Linked DNA regions of Mus musculus: regions 2, 3 and 4 are each linked to region 1. A link is a contact called in public HiChIP or PLAC-seq, Micro-C and promoter capture Hi-C data. All regions are on one chromosome and are shown on one strand. The core of a region is the stretch at or near the end of the contact, and the rest is flanking DNA. Distances in the headings are between cores, read along the strand shown.

The links. A called contact is a pair of places that touch in the nucleus more often than the background predicts. HiChIP or PLAC-seq counts read pairs in DNA pulled down with a chosen protein or histone mark. Capture Hi-C pulls out chosen DNA fragments and counts their contacts.
Region 2: a Micro-C map of embryonic stem cells shows a contact between it and region 1, with 2.8 times the contacts expected there. The contact joins the promoter of Mif4gd here to the promoter of Cdr2l in region 1. A contact is called at or near these places in 2 of 39 promoter capture datasets (neural stem cells and second pharyngeal arch cranial neural crest), 1 of 484 Hi-C or Micro-C datasets (embryonic stem cells), 2 of 115 datasets of contacts at active chromatin or transcription factors (epiblast stem cells and pancreatic cancer cells) and 3 of 9 other capture datasets (adipose tissue, liver and pancreatic islet).
Region 3: an H3K27ac HiChIP or PLAC-seq map of extraembryonic endoderm stem cells shows a contact between it and region 1. The contact joins the enhancer-like site here to the promoter of Cdr2l in region 1. A contact is called at or near these places in 13 of 39 promoter capture datasets (the 3T3-L1 cell line, 3T3-L1-derived adipocytes, the C10 cell line and 7 more), 1 of 484 Hi-C or Micro-C datasets (embryonic stem cells), 2 of 115 datasets of contacts at active chromatin or transcription factors (extraembryonic endoderm stem cells and pancreatic cancer cells) and 2 of 9 other capture datasets (adipose tissue and embryonic stem cells).
Region 4: a promoter capture Hi-C map of pancreatic islet shows a contact between it and region 1. The contact joins the promoter of Sumo2 here to the promoter of Cdr2l in region 1. A contact is called at or near these places in 13 of 39 promoter capture datasets (3T3-L1-derived adipocytes, the HPC-7 cell line, cranial neural crest and 8 more), 1 of 15 datasets of contacts at CTCF or cohesin (the NIH/3T3 cell line), 6 of 115 datasets of contacts at active chromatin or transcription factors (bone marrow-derived macrophages, embryonic stem cells, large pre-B cells and 1 more) and 3 of 9 other capture datasets (adipose tissue, liver and pancreatic islet).

Annotation. Positions count from the first base shown.
Region 1 is chr11:115,379,916-115,383,542 of GRCm38.p6, reverse strand. It overlaps Cdr2l (cerebellar degeneration-related protein 2-like), which reads right to left and starts at 1,627. Exons shown (of 5, transcript NM_001080929.1): 1 at 1,142-1,627. The coding sequence starts at 1,220.
Region 2 is chr11:115,611,313-115,614,939 of GRCm38.p6, reverse strand. It overlaps Mif4gd (MIF4G domain containing), which reads left to right and starts at 1,971. Exons shown (of 6, transcript NM_001243584.1): 1 at 1,971-2,155; 2 at 2,906-3,037. The coding sequence starts at 2,956. It overlaps Slc25a19 (solute carrier family 25 (mitochondrial thiamine pyrophosphate carrier), member 19), which reads left to right. Exons shown (of 7, transcript NM_026071.3): 7 at 1-759.
Region 3 is chr11:115,192,757-115,196,383 of GRCm38.p6, reverse strand. All of the region lies in intron 2 of Tmem104 (transmembrane protein 104), which reads right to left. Among named protein-coding and RNA genes, the nearest start is that of Tmem104, 7.1 kb to the right of the region's middle. Within about 2 kb of position 1,598, at least 6 of the 459 cell types and tissues checked have an H3K27ac peak or open chromatin away from gene starts, as enhancers often do. A contact at or near this core is called in extraembryonic endoderm stem cells, where this site is marked.
Region 4 is chr11:115,534,580-115,538,206 of GRCm38.p6, reverse strand. It overlaps Sumo2 (small ubiquitin-like modifier 2), which reads left to right and starts at 1,977. Exons shown (of 4, transcript NM_133354.2): 1 at 1,977-2,109; 2 at 3,524-3,627. The coding sequence starts at 2,089.

The DNA of each region.
Region 1 (3,627 bases), core at 378-2,877:
AGGACAGAGAAGAGGTGTCACAGAAGCTCATGGCATAGCAATGCCTAACCCAACACTCTCTACCCTGCGGAGCTCTCCCAAGGTTCTGATTCACTGACAAGCACAGGGACAGCCCCTCATCTGCAGGTGAAGCTCAGCTGCATGGGGAAGTGGGTCAGGAGACAAAGGCTCCAGGATCCAAGTGCATGTTTCCCATCTTGGCAAAACCAGGGCTCTGGGCCCTAAGGATGGAGACCGGCCTTTGTGGCACACACACACTGTGCCAGGCTTGTGTTTTAATACCTCAGAGCATGCAGGTGACCCTCACCCTCAGGGTTTCAGTAAGAACCAGCAGAGAGGAGGTTGGGGTCTGACTACTTCGGCAGGCCTTGGCCTTGACCCTGACCCTCTCGGGCCTTCTTGTCAGGTCGGCTCCACCTCTCAGTGATGTCATTTTAGCCACCTCATCACCAGCTTCTAACTCCCCTCTAGTCATTTTCTAGATGAGTGCCACGGAAGTGGCTCCCTCTTTCCCCAGGGATCTCATTTGGCAAAGTCTGAAATTGCTAAAGGACCCCTTCACATCCTGAGCCACTTGGGTGGAAGCCCCATGCAGGGAAGGACCAGGGAACGCCTCTCTTGGGAAGGCAGATTGGAGACTTTCAGCTTCTTCGCAGGCGTGAGCATGCACCACCCCCTTTCTGGGCAGAGGGAAGCGAGTTGGGGAAACTTTCTGGAAGTCTTAGAGCTCAGAAATTCTAGCCCGGACAGGTGCTGTTGATCTGGAGAGATGACCTATCTCAATATACAGTGCATTCTTAGCAAAAGTAACAAGAATCCTCTGTGGGCCCCAAGACTTCCATTCTACCTAGCAATCGGGCCCCCTAACAATACCCTACCGGGGCACGCGAGTAGGTGCTGCTACTAAAATGAGAAGGGCGATGGATGCCCTGTCAACTGGACACTTTTGCAAGTCTCTCTCCAGCGTCAGAATATTCCAGGGCAGCGCCCTTCTCGGTCCACGTCCCCATTCTCAAGACGCATCATGCTCCGTTGGGCTCACCAGGTCCAGCCTAGCCCTTTTCTTGGGGATACCGCCCAACAATGGAGTAGTGGTCAGGGGTCTTGGGGCACACGCTGTTTCCCTCCCCAACGCGCTCACCCTGCTCCAGGTCCTGATGGTCGTACCAGGACTCCTCCTCCTCTGCGGAGTAGTCCTCCATCCCCGCGGCTCTCCGCATGGCCCCGCGGGTGGCGGTGGGCGGGCGCTGCGGCAGCTCAGGGCCTGGGCTCGCAGCCCGGGACAATGCGGCGGAGGCGGCCCGGGCTTCCAACGTCGGGAGCTCGGGCTGCAGCGCCCCTGCGCCCTCCGCCCGTGATCGCCATCCGCTGCCGGCCCCGTGCGCCCAGCGGGGCCTCTGGCTCCCGCGCTCCCCGGGTCCCGCCGAACTGGGGACGCCGGGTGGCGGCGGCACAAAGGGCGGAGGGGTGGGGACTGCAAAGTGGGACGACAGCTGGGACCACCCGGGACCACCTGCAGGGCTAGGGCGTCAGCAGAGTGCGGATGCAGCGGCGGGTACCCCTTGCCCGCCTCCGGCCCGCACACCGCCCGGCCCGCGCCGCGACACCCGGAGCCGCCGCTGCATCTCCGCCCGGCCCGCTTTCAGCTTCCCAGGCCGCCAGCTTTGCGGGGTGGGACCTGCCGCCGGAGACCAATCAAAAGACGTATGCAAATAAGGGGCGGGACCGAAGGCAAGGACCTTCCTGGTGTCCTGGTCCGGGAATTGCTGGATCAACCCTCTGTCCTGCTTTTCCTCCACGTCCGACTTTTATTTACGTCCATCTGGAATTATTTTGTTTGCTTGTTATCTGTCCTTCTGGCTCTCCTGGGAGCAAGGGTCTGTCTGATGTCCACAGTGGTCCTCACCTGCGGAGAACGTGCTGACCCACTGATATATCCGAAGAACTTTTTAAAAAATGGTATTAAATTAGAAACATCTTTAAGAACCTTGAATGGGGGTTTGGCTGCTGGAACACTCGAGGTCAAGAGTTCTTGCTGAGGATTTGAGTTCGGTTCCCGGCACTTACGTCAGGAAGCTCCCAACAGCCTGTAACGCCAGCTTCAGGGAAATTCTGACACCTCTGGCCTCTGGGTACTTGTAATTACATAAAGTCTCACACATAGAAAACACACAGTGGTTCCCTCCTCTACTAACGGGAGTTAGGAGGCTGAAGCAATAGGATTATCTTGAGTTCTTAGGCCAGACTTTTAACACAGCTTGTTCCAGGCCCGACTAAGCTACAGTGTGGAAGTTTTTCTGTAAACTAAACTAAGCAAAGCTAAACATTACTTTAAGGGGGTTGAGGAGGTGGCTCAGCACATTAAAAGTGCTTACCAGGTTTGGTTTTGTTTAAAAAAAAAAAAAAAGCAGAGTGCGTGGCTTGTTCTTGAAATCCCAGCTCTGGGAGCTGGGGAGCCAGGAGAGATGGATCGATGGTAGCCAGTAAACCTAGCCTAATTGGCCAGTGATAGGCCGTGTTTCAAAAAAAGCAAGGTGCACAGCTCCTTGTTCAGTAACACTTGGAGGTTGTCCTGTACCCTCTACACACACATGAACACACATGAGTGAACACACACACACACCTACCTTTAAGAATCTGAGTCTTAGGCTAGAGAGATGGCTCAGTGGTTAAGAGGGCTGTCTCCTCTTCCAGAGGTCCTGAGTTTAATTCTCAGCAACCACATGATGGCTCACAACCATCTGTAATGGGATCTGATGCCCTCTCCTGGTGTGTCTGAAGACAGCTACAGTGTACTTACAAATAATAAACAATTCTTAAAAAAAAAAAAGAACCTAGGCCGTGGGCTGGAGATGGCTCAACTGCTCGTGTAGAAGATCTGAGGATTCATTCCTCAGATCAATATGGTGGTTCAGAAACACCTGGAACTCCTTCCGGGGGATCAGTTCTCCTCTTCAGACCTCCTTGGGTACGAAGCATGCATATGGTATAGATACATTCAGGCAGGCAGACACTCATACACATAAATATAGAATAAATAAATATAGAAATAGAACTCATTTAAAAAAAGAACTGGAGTGTTTAAAAACCTGTATGTCTGGAAACAGGCTGGAAGGAATGAACTTTGGGCACGTGTTACTTGTATTCTGCCCTTTTCACTTTAAGGTCTGTTTCTTACTGCTTAAGACCCAAATCCGATATCCAGTTACACCCATAAAAGCCATGCTTTAATCCATCCAAGAATTTTTTTTTCCTTAAAGGAGTTTTCCTAATCCTCCAGCATTCATGTAATTTGTTTTTGTTGAGACCCATCATGTGTGAACATTCTTTTTTTTTTTTTGGTTTTTCGAGACAGGGTTTCTCTATATAGCCCTGGCTGTCCTGGAACTCACTCTGCAGACCAGGCTGGCCTCGAACTCAGAAATCCACCTGCCTCTGCCTCCCGAGTGCTGGGATTAAAGGCTTGCACCACCACTGCCCAGCATGTGTGAACATTCTTGAGGCACTCAATATATGTTGTGATATAACCAGAAAAGGACATCTAGCCAGAATATGGCAAAACCTGAAAATCCAAAGGAAAAAGGCATATGGCCAGGAGAAAATGGGTAAAAGACTTGACTGGACAAA
Region 2 (3,627 bases), core at 722-3,221, 230 kb before region 1:
AGGGAGGATGATGGGGGAGGGGCCTTTCTGGCTTGCAGCCCTGAGGTAGCCATGCTTGTCAGCTTAGGGGGAGAACCCTGTCATGTGGGTAGCTTCTGAACTCCCAGGCCCAAGCCTTTGTGCCTGTGAGGCTCCACAACAGGTCAGGGAGGAAACTGAGACAGAGGCGGTGAAGGGCAGACAGGAGTGGCTCCTCTCCTTCCCCTCCCACTGGAGTGCAGGGGCCATCACCAGCTCTGCACGCATGCTGCACACCATGTCCTCTAATCCCAGATGGGCCTCAGGCCCAGGGCATGGGATGTCCGACAGCCTGGTGAGGTGTGGTGGGCGCTGTAGGCAGAGCCAGGGATGCAGATGAAGAGGGAGCTTCCTGTTCACGAGAAGAATCACATGACTGCTGTCTTTCCCATGCTCGAGCCTAGTGGTGGGGTTGGTCTAAAGAAGGAAGGGAGGAGAGACTTCTTGACTTTGTGGGATTCCAGCCCCTGCCATAACTTGGATTGTAATGCCTGCTGGGAATGGCCCTGATCGTGAAAACTGGGGCTCTGCCCTGCCTGTCAGTTCCACTCTCCCCTCTGTGGTCCACTGTAGCCCTCCCCTAGTGGTTCACTTTTCTGATCTTGGCTCCTGATTCTGAAGACCCAGGGTCACTTGGGAGGGCTTCTGAGATGGGTGGCCCGTTGGCTTCCTGGGCTTGGAGCAGCAGAAGTGTTTTGTGACCCTATTGCTGGAGAGATGTGAATAAATTTATATACCAGAGGAGAAGCTGACTGCAGACCATTGTAAGGATACTACTTGTTTCTTCTACTGCTATGATAAACACCATGACCAAAAAGCAAGTTGGAGAGGGAAGGGTTTATTCAGCTTACACTTCCACATCACTGTTCATCACCAAAGGAAGTCAGGACAGGAACTCAAGCAGGGCAGGAACCTGGAGCCAGGAGCTGGAGGTCATGGAGGGAGCTGCTTACTGGCTTGCTCAGCCTGGACCATCAGTCCAAGGATGGCACCATCCACAATGGGCTGGGCCCTTCCCCATCAATGACTAATTACAAAAGTGCTCCACAGGCAGTAGGAGTTTATGGAGGCATTTTCTTAGTTGAGGCTCCCTCCTTTCAAATGACTTTAGTTTGTGTCAACTTGACATAAAACTATCCAGCACATTACCAAAGTCCAATTGGGAGTTACAGGAGCAGAAATGACTCAAAGACAGGGACATTACCCAAAGCTCAGCCTAGCATTGCTGAACTCATGAAAGCTGGGATCATGGAGCACAGTGCAGTCTGCAGGCAGCCCAACAGATTGGAGAGACCTCCAGGCAGCTCAGTTGGTCCCAGCCTATCTTCAGGTCAACTGGAGCAGTCTCAAGAGTACACTGGGCAGCCCAGCTCAAGCTGCTGTTTCCACAGGGTGTGCTAGCTCGAGCCTTTTTAGGCCACTTAGCTCGTCTGAGTGCAATTCGGCAATCCTCGCTGCTTTTACATTCTTAGTAGGGAGGGGCTTCCAGGAGCCTGTGAGTTGTTCACTTCCCCTACTTAAAACATCCTGTGTCTTAATGCGCCTCCCTGCGTGGTGGGATGTTGTTTCTCCTTTATCTTAACCTGGAAGATTCAGGGTCGGCTGTCTGATTTTTTTTTTTTTTAAGAAGTCTTATCGACGTAAATTCCGTGCTCCTCATTTCCCCGCCCTCAGGAGCTTCTCGAGCTTTTTGGTACTATCACCCTGAGCGCTGTGGCAAACTCTTAAAGCAGCTGAGAGCTTTGGCTCCTGGTCCCTCGTGCGCAGCAGTGTTGCTCCCGATTCCCCCTAGGAAAGACCCAGGGCCCTTTATCTTGGCTGCTCCTTTGGTTTAAAACTTATTTTACAGTGAGTGGCAGGAGAGGGAGTTGCCAGAGTGTGCCCCAGCCCTTGCACTCCGCTTTAACCGGCCAAACCCCAGAAGACTACGCCCCTCCCCCCGAATAGGCCACGCCTTCCCGAAGCTCCTCCCACGCTGCCCGGCCGGGGAGAGTCTGACCTAGTTCACCTGAGCGGGGCAAGGGATATGGTGACCCCGGCGCGGGGTGCGACCTGGCAAGACCAACAACTTCACGCAAAACGCAGGGAGGGTCCGGCCCAGCGCTCGGAGGCTTTCGTGGTCAGAAACAAGGCGGAGGTGCGCCGGGTGGGAAGGGGACAGGGGCCGGTGAGCTTTCAGCGCGCGACGGTGGCGGTGTCGCAGTTGTCGGGTGCCGATCCGTCTCCGCGCCAAGCGAGGGAGCGGCCCGGGGCGGCGGCGGGGTGCGGAGGCGAGGGCGAGTCGTGGCCGGTAGGCGGCGCTAGCGAGTCGCCCTGGCGCCGCCGCCGCCGCCGCCGCCGCCGCGCGGTACCACGCCGGGCGCGCGCCGCGCGGCGCCCCAGACGCAGGCGCGGGCCAGCCCTGGCCCAACGGCTGCAGGGGTGGACGGACTGGAAACGCTGGGAGAGAGGGGCTCGGAGCCCTGCTGGTATCAGGATCTGCGGCTTGGACTGAGCCAGCGTCCTCCGTGCTAGACGATAAAGGCGAGCCTGACGTTTACACCCAGTTCAGTATTTGCACCCCGAAATTTACCCTGATACTGACTGTATCAGATCCCAGATCTGGGATAACTCAGATCCCGCTGGGACCGTAGGTGAATTCCCGCTTCACTTCTCAGATGTAACCCCAGAAGCCTGGGTTTCCTTCAGCTGAGCAGCAGGTGGCCACTTGGTGCTCAACTACTCCACCCGAAGCCAAGTTTGGTGGGCACTCAGCCAAGCACTGAACGCGACAGAAAGTCCAGTTCCACCCGTCCCAAGGCCTGGTCTGCCCGGCCCAGTGCCTACAGGGCTAGAATCGGGAGCTTTGTGATTCACCCTTGAAGCCTCAACCGTCTTTGCTTCTCAGGTGCTGTCCTTAGTTTCAGGCCAGTGAAAACCTGCCGGGCTTAGACCGTCATGAGCGAGGCCAGTAGAGATGATTATAAAATCCAGTCTTTTGATGCAGAGACGCAGCAGCTGCTGAAGACCGCGCTCAAAGGTGAGCCTCCCACCCACCACTTATTTTGTGTCAAGTTGACATAAAACTATCCAGCACGCTACCAGAGTCCGACTTGAGGTTCCCATGCATATTCCATTTGGGTAAGAGCCGCACTGGGGGCTGAAGCCCAGAGCCAGGCAGTGCCCAAGCCCTTCTTGGCTCTCAGAAAGTAAGTCACAACCTAATTCTCACCACATTTAAGCCAGTAGATTGGAGAATGAATCACAGAGTTAGATCTAAGATCATAAAGCCTTTAAGTACCCATGAAAGAGAACACTGCTTTCTCTTTAAAGGCTTTGCATTTGGTGCAGTCAGCACCCTTGAATGTACAGAGATGCCTGGTTTGGAGAATCAGCCTGGCAGAGGGGATATGTAATTGCCTGGCCCTTCCGTTGTAACACTCACGACAGAAGTTTGACAGGACAATTAGCAATTGCCGTCATGTGCTAAGCTAAACATTTTGGAGACGTCTCCATGCCTGTAATCCCAGCAGATTACAGAGGTAGGAGAATTAGCACAAATTCAAGGCCAAATTGCTCAACACAGACTGTGCCTGTGGGAGGAGAGATGGCCCAGTGATTTAGAGCATT
Region 3 (3,627 bases), core at 349-2,848, 190 kb after region 1:
AGTCAGGCTTTTTACAAGTGAGTGTGGACAGCAGACACATTCTTACAGTCAGTTTCTTCACTGGCACTTTGAAGCCAGTGTGTAGCTGGCTAGAGTTAAGTTAGCTAGCTCAGCTCACCCCTCATTCAACCATTCCTGAGCCTCTGGCCTGCACAGTGCTTGGAGATGTGGTTTCAATGGGACTAGACAGACACACCCCTTCACCTGATAAAGCTGTGGACGGCAGAGCGGAGAGACAACGAGACAGAGACGCAGACTACAGCGAGAGAGCAGGAGGAGGAAGAGAAGAACTGTGGCTTTGTTGCAAGAGATAAGGTAAAGAGCTTTAGGTAAATGGCACTCAGCTGGCTCAGATGGCCCACTCTTGCAATGCCAGCATTTGGGAGTCTAAGGAGAGAGGAACATGGATCTGGCCAACCTAGGATTCACAATGAGATACTTTTGGAAAAAGGAAGAGGAAGAGGAGGAGGAGGAGGAGGAGGAGGAGGAGGAGGAGGAGGAGGAGGAGGGAGAAGAGGAGGAGGAAGAGGAGGAGGAGGAGGGAGAAGAGGAGGAGGAGGAGGGAGAAGAGGAGGAGGAAGAGGAGGAGGAGGAGGAGGAGGGGGATTGATCCTCTTGAGCCTGTGTAACCGAGGAGAGAACCAACTCCCCAAAGTTGTCTTCTGACCTCCACACGTGGGCTGTACTACCCATCTGCTCTATGTGCCTCCCCCTTCACAAGGGAGTAAGGCCAAGGGGAGGGACTTTTAGCTACAAAGGCTTAGAGTGGGAGAAATGGGGGGGGGGGACACAGGGCCTTAAACATGAGGTTCAAGGAAACACTGGGACAGATGGACTTTATGAAGAATTACTCATGCCATGGCCAGACAAACCAATAAATGACAGCATGGTGAGGGCCCTGAAGAAGAGTCCGGTCCCCCATGGCATGAGAGAGGGGTATCTTATAGCTTTTAGGATGGAGACAGTTCCACAGTGTGGTCTGCAGCCAGGCTCTCTACCTGCTACACTACAGGGAAAGGGAAATGTGTGGCTACCCTCTTGTCCTCAGGTGAGAGACCCTGGCACCTCAAAGTCTACTAGCTAGGGGTTCACAATGTGAGGGGAGGACCCCTGCGGGAGCTGTGTTCTGAGCAACAGCTGGACTCTGACATCACACTCTTACAGGTGTGCGTAGGGCTTTCTGGCAGCCACACAGCGGCTGCGGTCGGTCAACCAAGCCACAGAGGACACAGGCTCTTGTGGAAGTGATGGGGGTGTGATAGTTTGAGGGTTGGAAGCAGGGGTGACAGGCCAAGACAGTGCAGAGGTTCCTCCATCTTGCATTCTTGCTGAGCTAGCCTCAGGTTTAACAAGAATCTGATCTCCTTGATAGAGAATTCCAGGGAAAACCATGTAATTCTATTCTAGGAACCAAAGGTCAGGATGGCCTAAGTTATCTCAGCCTGTTTGTGCGGAACCTCCTCCTGATAACCGCTTATCTTAGCGTCTTAGTGTCTGTTAAAACTGCCTGCTTCAAACTGCTTACCCCGCAAAGCCCCCACCCCCAAACCCCGAGCTGATGAGCAAGATGTCTGGACAAGGTCTCTGTCCTTTAAAATCCCATGACCTGGACACTTAGGGCCACACCTATGTCCCTGTCCTGTGTCATGTTGTCACCTCCCCTCAACACTGGGGTGTGGTCCCGTCAGCTGGCATAAAGACTTTCAATTGGCTATACACTGTGTCTGAGGGGCCATCTCTGGTGGGCTCCCCATAGGCACTGAGAACAGACCCCAGCGGACCCCGACATCTTCTAGATTCTGAACAGCTTTACTCTCTGCCTAACACTTTTAAGAGAAACACTAAGCAGGGGTAGGAACTTCTGAGAGGCTTCTCATGATGGAAGCAAGGCAAAAAACTTTAAGAACATGGCATAGGCTGGAGAGATGGCTCAGTGGTTTAGAGCACGAGCTGATCTTCCAGAGGACCCAGGTTCAATTCCCAGCACCCACATGGTGGCTCACCACTGTCTGTAACCCCAGTTCCAGGGGATCTGACACCCTTCTCACAGACATGCAGGTAAAACTCTTAACACAGAAAATAAAAATAAAATTACTTTAAAAAAAAAAAGTAAGACTAGGCAAAAACTTTATGGGAGAATTAAGGAGTATAAGAAGCATTTGTAGGAATACCGAATGGCAGAGAAGCACCTGAAAAAATGTTCAACATCCTTAATCATCAGGGAAATGCAAATCAAAACAACCCTGAGATTCTACCTCACACCAGTCAGAATGGCTAAGATCAAAAATTCAGGTGACAGCAGATGCTGTCGAGGATGTGGAGAAAGAGGAACAGTCCTCCATTGTTAGTGGGATTGCAAGCTTGTACAACCACTCTGGAAATCAGTCTGGCGGTTCCTCAGAAAATTGGACATAGTACTACCGGAGGATCCAGCAATACCTCTCCTGGGCATATATCCAGAAGATGTCCCAACCGGTAAGAAGGACACATGCTCTACTATGTTCATAGCAGCCTTATTTATAATAGCCAGAAGCTGGAAAGAATCCAGATGCCCCTCAACAGAGGAATGGATACAGAAAATGTGGTTCATTTACACAATGGAGTACTACTCAGCTATTAAAAAGAATGAATTTATGAAATTCCTAGGCAAATGGATGGACCTGGAGGGCATCATCCTGAGTGAGGTAACACTATCACAAAGGAACTCACACAATATATACTCACTGATAAGTGGATATTAGCCCCAAAACTTAGGATACCCAAGATATAAGATACAACTTGATAAAAGCATGAAACTCAAGAAGAACGAAGACCAAAGTGTGGACACTGTGCCCCTTCTTAGAATTGGGAACAAAACACCCATGGAAGGAGTTACAGAGACAAAGTTTGGAGCTGTGACGAAAGGATGGACCATCTAGAGACTGCCATATCCAGGGACCCATCCCATAATCAGCTTCCAAACGCTGACACCATTGCATACACTAGCAAGATTTTGCTGAAAGGACCCAGATATAGCTGTCTCTTGTGAGACTATGCCGGGGCCTAACAAACAGAAGTGGATGCTCACAGTCAGCTATTGGATGGATCACAGGGCTCCCAATGGAGGAGCTAGAGAAAGAACCCAAGGAGCTAAAGGGAACTGCAACCCTATAGGTGGAACAACACTATGAACTAACCAGTACCCCGGAGCTCTTGACTCTAGCTGCATATGTATCAAAAGATGGCCTAGTCAGCCATCACTGGAAAGAGAGGCCCATTGGACTTGCAAACTTTATATGCCCCAGTACAGGGGAACACCAGGGCCAAAAAGTGGGGGTGGGTGGGTGGGAGGGTATGGGGGACTTTTGGGATAGCATTGGAAATATAAATGAGGAAAATACCTAATAAAACAAAACAAAACAAACAAACAAAACAAAGTAGAACTGAAAAAAAAAAAAAAAGAAGCATTTGTAGAAGCCAGGCATAGCACTCAGGAGATCTGAGCTCAAGGCCAGCCTGGTCTATAGAATGAGTCCCAGGACGGCCAGGGTTACACAGAGAAACCCTGTCTTGAAAACAAACATTTGTCTGGTTGGGGAGATGGCTCTGTGGTTAAGAGCACTGGCTGCTCGTCCAGAGGACCTGGGT
Region 4 (3,627 bases), core at 728-3,227, 150 kb before region 1:
TGTTAGAAAGTCTGATAAGCTGACTTTAGTCCCTAGAACCAACAAAATGGAAGAAAAGACCAAAGCCTACAAGTTACCCTCTGACCTCCAGATGGGCACACAAAGACAGGGTCTCACTGTGTAGCCTTGGCTGTCAGCCTATCTGGAATACGCAAATACACACAGATCTGTTTATCTTGCTTTCCTAGTGTAGGGATTAAAATGACTTGTGTCACTAGGCCCCGCCCAAAAGAAGGAATTTTTCTTTTTCTTTTATTTATTTATTCATTTATTTATTTATTTATTTTTGGTTTTTCGAGACAGGGTTTCTCTGTGTTGCCCTGTCTGTCTTCTTTTTAATTTTTATCTTTTTGTTTTTGTTTCTCAAAACAGGGTTTCTTTGTGTAGCCCTGGCTTTTCTGGAACTCAGTCTGTAGACCTGTCCGGCCTAGAGCACAGAGACCCACCTGCCTCTGCCTCCCTAGTGCTGGGATTAAACACCTATGCCACCACAGACATGCAAGGAGGATTAAAAAAAAAGTTAGAAAAGGAGAGTTTAGAAAGTAGATGATATTGGAAGGGATTCATACGTCCCTGTAGAGGAAATATAGTAATTTTTAAAAGTCTATACTAGCTGCAGTGGTGGCACATGCCTTTAATCCCAGCACTTGGGAGGCAGAGGCAGGGGGATTTCTGAATTTGAGGCCAGGCTGGTCTACAGAGTGAGTTCTAGGACAGCCAATGCTATACAGAGAAACCCTGTCTCGAAAAACCAAAAAAAAAAAAAAAAAAAACAAAAAAACAAAAAAACCCAAAAACCAGAAAAAGTCTGTACTAAAACTCAAAGAAACAATTAAAATAAAGTTTAATAAAGAAAAAAAGATTAAGGTGTGCTACCACTGGCCTAAGGTGACAGAAAAAAAAAGCCTGTTTTGTGCAGAGTCGAAGGGAGTTGAGTAGGGGTGAGAAACGGGACGTATTACTGGTTTCAGCAAAGGTGACCTTGTGGAGAGTTCTAGTGGAGCTAAGAGGACAACAACAGATTGCAGTGGATTGAGGAGTGAGTGGGAGTTGAGGGGGTGGAGCAGCTGGCATGGGCATTTTTTCAAGCTGTTTGGTCGAGAAGAAGCACTATGGTGGTAATGTAATCGTGGTATTTCCCCCCTCTGTGGGAACACAGTAGTAGAAGAAAATACAGGGGTACAGGAAATAAAAACACCAAGTGAGAGCCACAGGGTGGCATGCACAGCAGAGGGCAGGATTTTCTTCAAATGCGAGGATCCTACTCCTACTTTGTACTGGATTAAGGGACGAAATGATTGATGGGCCCGTGAGCTTCAGGTTGGGTCGGCTCCCCTGATGGACTGTGTTCTCTGGAAGTTGGGAGGCAGGCCACAAGCAAGGAATCCTTTGAGTGGCTATAAGAACAGTTTTCCACAGCAAGAGTAGGGTTCCCAACAGGTTGGAAGACATTTGAGGCTCCCGGGTGGGAAGCTGGTTGATGGGGAAGGACGAAGGGACTGGGAAGTTTGATGTGCAGGGGGGAGTTGCATTTGTCCTACTGAACAGGAGTTTTTCTCACAACCCGCTGCTGCTTTTTTGATGGAGATGCCCCCTTCTACGTGGAGTTGGCCTTCCGTTCTCGACCTAGGCTCACCCCACGTCTAAGGCCACGCGCCTTCCTGTCCTCGCCGAGGACCAGCTGGAAGCCATTTTGATTATGCTCCACCAAAGAAGGAGGACAATACAGCCCCGCCCAGAGCCAGGCGCGCCCCCGCGGCGGGACTGGTGCGCGTGTCCGCGCCTCTTCCCGCCGACCTGGCGGGCGCCTGGCCCAGGCGGCGGAGGCGCGGGCCGTGGGGGGGAGGAGGAGGGGTGGTTATGTAAGCGTTGCGCGCTCCCGCGAAGCGGCAGCCAATGAGAAGCCCCGGATGCTCGTGCTCGCGCACGCAGGGCGGGGGGAGGGAAGCGCACGACGTGCGCGCGCCCTCTGCCTCGTCCACCGCTGCCGCCTCCTCCTGCCGCTCCTGGTGCTGCTTGTGCGCTCCCTCAGTGCGGACCCGGTGCCTCTTTTGTGAAGCGGCAGCTGAGGAGACTCCGGCGCTCGCCATGGCCGACGAGAAACCCAAGGTGAGCTCGCGGCGGCCGGCTGCGCCTCACCGTGCGGACCGGTGGGTGGCGCGGCCCGGGGTCCGGCCGAAGCCCGCCGCGGGCTTCCCTGCCTGCCCGGGGCCCCCCACGGGGCCAGCGGCGGCTCAGGCCCGGCGCTCCGCGCCATTTTCCTCTCTCGCTCTCTTCCTCCCGCCCGCGCCCGAGGAGGCCCGGCGCCCTCCCCCGCCCCCAGGCCCTCGGAGCGCGCGCGGCGCGGCGCGAGGCGGGCAGGCGGCGCTTCGCGGGAGCCCGCGGGCCCGGCGGCCCCGCGCTGGCTCCTCGGCGGCGCCCGGCGCGTGTAAGGAAAGCGTTGGGCGCGCGGGGTCTGGGGCGGCGGCGAAGGCGGGAGTCGTGCGGCCCGGGGTTTCCCTCTCGGGGCTGGGGCCGCGCCGGATCGGTGGTGTGTGCTCCGGCAACCCCGAGTGGGGGATTCCAGAGTCGGTCCGGCTCGAGGCCCAAGGGGCCCGCGGGGGAGGGGCTGCGCTCTCCGCCGTGCGCCCAGAAACCCGCACCCTGGCGGGAACCATGTGGCTTGTTGTGGTTGGAGGCTTAGGTGCGAGCAGAGAGACACGGGCTCAACTTGAGAACGCGCCCTCGGAGGCACGGGCTACTCTTGGCTGCGGACTAGGGGACCAGCATCAGTCCAGGGCAGGGCACTCTCTGGCCCCGACTCTATTTGGAGGGGGACACAGGATGGACGAATCGAATCCTTGGACATAAACATTTGATTTGCTGAACTGCTGTTGGGGTTGCAATGTACGGGAATACTTGCACGAAGACTGTATTGCAGCCATGACAGCAAAGGAGAGGGGGAAAATAAGCTCTGAACTGAAAATGAAGCAGTTATATAGTCGAACGTTAATCGGAAGATGTAAAAAGGGAGACTCGGGATATCCCTCAGTTGAGTGTGTTCGGTTTTTTTTTTTTAAAGATATGTTCATTTGATATCATTGAGCAGAGTTTGCTAACTTTTATCAAGAAGGTAGCAGTAAAATTTGAAATACAAGGTATGGTTTTCTCACTCCCACCCCAAACCGACTCTAGTAGTTGTAGCTTTGAAAAGAGAAAGGACACTGGTGTTTATGGGAAGCGACAAATTTGGGCGATGACAGGAAATAATGCCATTTTAGAAAATTTAACCTCAGATGCATCACAAATTATGCAAGGAGTTTCTAAGTGTATTGTTGCCTTGCTAGTATCAGTGCTTCTGTACCAGACTTGTAACACTTTGTGCAGGGTTTCTGATCTTTCAGCCCAGGGGCTGGGAACAGCTGTATGCTGTTGGAGAGCCTGAGAGAAACCTGTTGATTCTGAAGCGTTCGGGCCCGCAGCTTCTTTAAAGGTGTTTGTGTTTCACAGTTTCCAAATTACACTCTTATTTTTCTTTCAACAGGAAGGAGTCAAGACTGAGAACAACGATCATATTAATTTGAAGGTGGCGGGACAGGATGGTTCTGTGGTGCAGTTTAAGATTAAGAGGCATACACCACTTAGTAA